Regions from separate parts of the Sus scrofa genome. Here region 2 is linked to region 1. A link is a contact called in public HiChIP or PLAC-seq data. All regions are on one chromosome and are shown on one strand. Each heading gives the region's core, a stretch centred on a gene start, on an enhancer-like site or on the middle of the called end of the contact. The rest is flanking DNA. Distances are from core to core; before and after follow the strand shown. Region 1 holds the start of RECQL5 (ATP-dependent DNA helicase Q5). Region 2 holds the start of FDXR (ferredoxin reductase).

What was found. HiChIP or PLAC-seq counts read pairs in DNA pulled down with a chosen protein or histone mark.
Region 2: an H3K27ac HiChIP or PLAC-seq map of alveolar macrophages shows a contact between it and region 1. The contact joins the promoter of FDXR here to the promoter of RECQL5 in region 1. A contact is called at or near these places in 1 of 47 Hi-C or Micro-C datasets (heart right ventricle) and 1 of 2 datasets of contacts at active chromatin or transcription factors (alveolar macrophages).

Annotation. Positions count from the first base shown.
Region 1 is chr12:5,731,004-5,733,873 of Sscrofa11.1, reverse strand. RECQL5 (ATP-dependent DNA helicase Q5) reads right to left here and starts at 1,538. Exons shown (of 20, transcript XM_021066624.1): 1 at 1,356-1,538; 2 at 583-714. The coding sequence starts at 700. SAP30BP (SAP30-binding protein) reads left to right here and starts at 1,628. Exons shown (of 11, transcript XM_003357968.4): 1 at 1,628-1,813. The coding sequence starts at 1,708.
Region 2 is chr12:6,370,712-6,373,834 of Sscrofa11.1, reverse strand. It overlaps FDXR (ferredoxin reductase), which reads right to left and starts at 1,540. Exons shown (of 12, transcript NM_001244727.1): 1 at 1,424-1,540; 2 at 549-646. The coding sequence starts at 1,502.

The DNA of each region.
Region 1 (2,870 bases), core at 289-2,788:
GCTGCTCCCCTCTGGACAACCTCTATTTATCAACAAACTTCAGGCTTATAATATTATCACACCTTCCTTCCCCATTTGGGACTCAGGCCACGCCATCTTCAACAATGGAATTACCTACGAGGCCAGTGACTGGCTTAGGCTATGTCTGCTATCCCTCCGTTACTGCCTATACACCAACAAATGAGAATGGAAATTTACGAATTGTTTCCAAAGATAACCTTAGCTCTGACTATGAATATAAGAGGCAAAACAGCTGGGTGGTTCTGCCAATAAAACTGCAAGTTTGGGGGAGTTCCCTGGTGGCTCAGCAGGATAAGGATCTGGCGGTGTCACTGCTGTGGCTCAGGCGCAATCCCTGACCCCGGAACTTCCACGTGCAGCCAAAAAGAAAGAGAGAGAGAGAGAGAGAGAGAGAGAGAGAGAGAGAAAGCTTCAAGTTTTGGGTGACAGGTCTGTAAGATCTCCAAAACCAAACATGGCCCAAGGGTGGGAAGGTAAGAAGGGTCAAAAAGAAGGCGTTCTTTGGTGGTGTTAGGGGACAGCCAGCACAAGTGTAAACACAGGCAGTTTGGTTAATATTACCTTTCACTACAGCCATGATCGCACTCTCCTGTAAAGGCGTCTTAAAAGAGTCAAACCCAAAGACCTTCTTCAACGTGCTCCGGACGCGACGCTCAGGGTCAAAAGGGTGGGTGCTCATCTTACCAATAGACAGTGGCCAAATGTTAAGGCAAAGGTGATGATCCTATGGTTGCAACAAGAACCCCCTGTTCTGCTTTTCAAAGACTGCTTATTTTTTCTGAGTAAAAATTTGCTTTTTTTCTTTTTTTGACCAGACTCCTGGCATGTGGAACATCCCTGGTCAATAATCAAATCTGAGCTGCAGCTGCAACCTACGCTACAGCTGAGGCAAAGCAGGATCCTTAACCCACTGCGCCACGGCAGGAACTAAATTTGCTTTGTTACACTCGAACGATATATTATTTTCAAGAAATATAGCTCCGGGTGAACAGCCTCCAGCAATACATTCCTAGGTAAATGACATCTCCATTCTTACGCTCAGTGAAAATAACACATCGAACTATGCCAGGCCCCAGCATAGCACAGAGCTGGAAATTAGATCACGAGAAGAAGCACAAATGTCTTCGGAAGGATTTGGAGGAAGTGGAATTATTTTTCTATGACCCACCCTTTGCTCTACAAGCACAGCCATGAGGACCACTCTTCCCCCCAGGACCCCGACACCTTCTTCCCAACCCCCAGAGGAAAGCTCTTCCTTCATCCTCCTCTGAGCCTCAGATTCGCTCTTTTCTCCCTTCCCCAGCCAAAGCCTCCCTCTCTTCACCCCAAGATATCAGAGCCGGCAGTGGGCTCCCAGGGGCGAAGGGCTCTTGTCGGGCCGCTGCTGCCCACGGGCTCGGGAACTACTCGAAGACCCCCATAACCCTCAGGTAACCCTGAGAAGCCAAACCGCTGGGACTGCAATGTCAGGTAAAACCCACTTAATCCTGAATCCGTCTCGCAGTGATGACGTTCTGCCGGCGCGGGGATGAGGGGCGGAGCCAAGCGCGGAAACGGCCTTTTTGATTGGTTCTCTGTCTGAAACAGGCGCGGGGTCTCCTGGGATCCGGAAGAAGTCGCCTTTCTGCACGGAAGTCGGCTTTTTGGAGTCATAGAAGTGAGGCGCGCCGGGTGTGCGGGAATAAGATGGCGGGGAAGAAGAATGTCCTGTCGTCTCTGGCAGTTTATGCGGAAGATTCAGAGCCCGAGTCTGACGGCGAAGCTGGAGTGGAAACGGCAGGCAGCGCGGCTGGTGAGTAGGGAGCTAGAAGGGGGGAAATCGGGTGTCTGCCCTGAATGATGCTTCCCTAATAGGGCGGGAGGGAAAGAGGGAGTCTTTGTGCCCCAAGCATCGGGCGCCGGAGCCCCGGAGGGTGCTCAGGGTCCTGGGCTAGACCGAGCGTTAGATGCTCTTTTGTAAGAATGGACCGTCTCCTTCTGTTGATTCGATTATCCTGTCGGAACCTATTGAAAGTCTTCTCCGTACTGGGCATCATACCGGGGAGAAGGGTGGACCAAGGGTGGAGAGGATCCAAGGCTTCTGAACCACTGCATATTTTGTCCGGGCTTATTGTTTGGTGGAGGAGAGCGAAACTTTTAATTAGTAATGTACCCTAGACGTGTCTCGGAGCTTTTAAAATGACACGCATCCGGTCTCCACTGTCAAAGAGAGTAATTCTGTACATCTGGGGAAGGATCTGAGCATTTGCGAGCTTTCCAAGGCTCCTTGGTGATTCCATTACTTTGTGAGTTGTCAAAGCCCACCAGTGATTTTGTTGCCCTGCTCAGGTTGAGAATCACGTTACTAGGAAGTGAGAGCAGATTTTTATGGCAGTATAGAGAGGCAGCAAATTACCCAGTGTATCTGGACCTTGGTTTCCTCATCTGGAAAGTGAGGGAGGATTTGGCCTCGTTTAGCTTCTCATAGTTTTGTGTGGTCTTTGCCTGTCAGGAGGCTCTCTGGTGGTTTCTTGGTAATTTGTATTGTTTGGGGGGGGTTGCTGATGTTTGGGGTTTTTTTTAAACATAGAAAGAGATTTTGTTTCTCAAGTAGGTATAAATGGGGAACCTCTCGAGGTGGCCCCTGTTCAAGGTCCTGTTCCTAGGGGAGGACATTTGAGTCCTGATCTTGTAAGAAAAGACAAGTTCATTGGTGCCTGGGATACAAGGTAGACATATGCAGATCGAAAGAGATGCTTGACGTGGTACAATAGTTCAGAGAAGGGAAGGCTTCCGTTGGCATAATGGATGGCTTGGAAGCACTGGAAATGGAATTTAATGTTACTCGGTGTTCTTCCCTGTTCTTGTAA
Region 2 (3,123 bases), core at 291-2,790, 640 kb before region 1:
ATAAGCTCCCTGGAGGACGTGACCAAGAAAGAAGAGCCCACCATCTGCCTCGGACCACTGGCCATCACCATGAGGCAAACTCACTTCTCTCACAGCTGAGAACCTATGGGGAGCCGCAAATGTAGGTGACAAAGCATATAGGGAGTGTCCCTTCTTTTTCTTTTGCTTTTTAGGGCCTCACCCGAGGCATATGGAAGTTCCCAGGCTAGGGGGTGGAACTGGAACCACAGTTGCCGGCCTACAACAAAGCCATAGCAATTCAGGATCTGAGCTGCGTCTGCGACCTACACTACAGCTCACAGCAACGCTGGATCCTTAACCCACTGAGCAAGGCTGGGAATCGGACCCACATCCTCATGGATACAAGTCAGATTCATTTCCGCTGCGCCACAACAGGAACTCCAGGTAGTGTTCCATCTAGATGGGCTTGGGGTCCCTTCCCCATCAGGGATCCAGGAGGGCTTTTAAAACCCAAAAGGGTGGAGTTTGCCCTTAGGACTGGAGCAGCAGGTGAATATGGTAAAGGGAAGCAGGAGGAAGAGGCTTACCTTTAGCAGGTGTTGGGCCGTGTAAAAGCCAGCTGGGCCACTGCCCACCACACAGATCTGGGGGGTCTGCTCCTGTGTGGAGAACTGCTGGCGGAAGCCTAGGGCAGGGGGACAGAAGAGGAAGGTCACATCAAGGCTCCCTCCCCCATCTCAAGCCAACTTGAGTGTCAAACAGAAGACGGAGCTTCCCAGGCTTTACCCTCATCTACGTCCTCCTCCTTTTCCTCAGAGCTTTGGAGTTTGCAGGGTCCCTTACTTCTTCTGAAACCCCAAGGGCTGTGTCTCCATCCAGAGCTCCCATCTCACCCATGAACTTCCTATGCTTCGGAAGTTGCCACTCAACAATCCCTATCACCCCCGAAGCTGCCCTGTGCAGTACTTCTTAATTTTTCTTACCGGGTCCTTACCGACCCAGCAAGAATATACATTTTTCCAAAGACCCCATATCATCCCAATCTCACCCCTGTGGATCGCCCCACAATGCCTCATTTTACTTTTTCTAACCCCCCTCTCTCCACAGAGCCCTACATTGTAGCCCATAAAGACTCCTGTTTCGCCTCAGACTTCCCTCTTGCCCCACAGAACTCCATGTCACCCTCATCCACTCTTTCTCACACTTGTGAACATCATGGGCTCCCCTTCTCGCCGTCGCTGACCACTGTCTCACCTCAGGAGCCTCTTCTTTCACCACACAGGCCGCCATGTGCCCCCGCACACCACCCGCATCTCGTCTGCACGAGTGCACCCCTCCAGTCTCGCCCCGGATCCCCTCTCTCCCCTCTCCAGCTCTGCCCCAGCTCGGCTCCGACCGCTATACTTAGCGCTCGTAGGCCTCCCCGCTCTCCCATCCAGCTCTAAAGGTGCCCTGTTCCTACTCTGTGTGCTCCCGGAAGGAGGCGGCCGGGTCCGAGGCCACGCCGACCAGTGCCACCAGCGCCAGCAGCGCAGAGCCATTCCTGAGAAGAGTAACCAGCTTGCAGATCCGATCGCTCTGACCGCCCTGCGCCCCGCGCAGGTTGCGGCCCCTCCCTCGCCCTTCTCCTGACCCCGCCCACAAGCGCGGGCCCGCCCCAAGCCCCGCCTCCCCCTCTCGAGGAAAGCTTAGTGTGGCCGCTCCACCCCAACTCCTGAAAGAATCCCGCCCCCCCAGTCCACCCACTCCGCTAAAGGTCCGCCCCCCAGGACTTCCGGGCTGCAGGTGACTTAATAAATTTTTCCCCAATCTTCACGGTCTCTCCAATTATCTGGAGCTAGAGTTGGAGGAGAGCAAATCCCCATTGCTGTTTCAACTCCTCCTGAAAGAGAGAGCCAATTAGAAAGGAGCTTACTTTACTCAGCCACTCCCTCTGGATGCTCTCTCGTCGCTCGCTGATGACGCTAGGCACCGTTCCTATTTGATGGTTTACCCCGGCTCTTTTTTTGTTCTAGCCAATCACAAGCCGGGTTCTAGCGAGACTCCTCGCCCATTGGGTAATAACTACGGAGTCCGAGAGTCTGAGAAAAAGGATCTCCTGCCGAGACTTTAGCTACTGCTTTCTCCGACGGTGGGCGTTATTACAGGTGTGACCCGGAAAAAGGCTGTCCAGGTCCAGACTAGGAGAATTTTAAACCTTGGAGATCTTGTTGCTTAACCCTCTTCCCTTTCACATAGGTGAGGGAACAGAGGAAGACGGTCTTACCCAAGTGTCTGTACTAAGACATAGGCAGTCTCCCACCCTTGTCCAACAGACTAGAGTAGGGTGAGGTGAATGAGGCACTGGCCTTCCGAGCAAAATATACGGGGCGCCAAAAACCTCGTAATCAAGTTAATAATATTGTAATGCAGTATCTCAAAAGATCAAAGATAAGGCAAAAATCCGTGTGTGTGTGTGTGTGTGTGTGTGTTTTAGGGCCCCGCCCGCGGCATATGGAAGTTCTTAGGCTAGGGGTCAAATCGTAGCTTCAGTTGCCGGCCTACGCCACAGCCACAGCAATGCCAGATCCGAGCCACATCTGTAACCTACACCGCAGCTTGTGGCAATGCCAGATCCTTAACTCCCTGTGGCCGGGCTGAAATCGAACCTGTGTCCCAGCGCTCCTAAGACGCCACCGATGCCGTTTTGTCACAATGGGAGGGTACACTGTTTTGTTTTAATTATCTTTTTAATTCAAGTGTCGATTGAAAGGAAAATGCACGTGTCTAACGTTGTGAGTTAAGATTTATTTGGGGGGAGTTCCCGTCGTGGCGCAGTGGTTAACGAATCCGACTAGGAACCATGAGGTTGCGGGTTCGGTCCCTGCCCTTGCTCAGTGGGTTAACGATCCGGCGTTGCTGCGAGCTGTGGTGTAGGTTGCAGATGCGGCTCGGATCCCGCGTTGCTGTGGCTCTGGCGTAGGCCGGTGGCTACAGCTCCGATTCGACCCCTAGCCTGGGAACCTCCATATGCCGCGGAAGCAGCCCAAGGAAATAGCAAAAAGACAAAAAAAAAAAAAGATTTATTTGGGTACTTTACCTGAGGACCTTAGCCCAGGAGAGGCCTCTCAGATTACTCTGAGAAACTGCTCAAAAAAGGTAGGAGAGGAGCCCAGGATATAT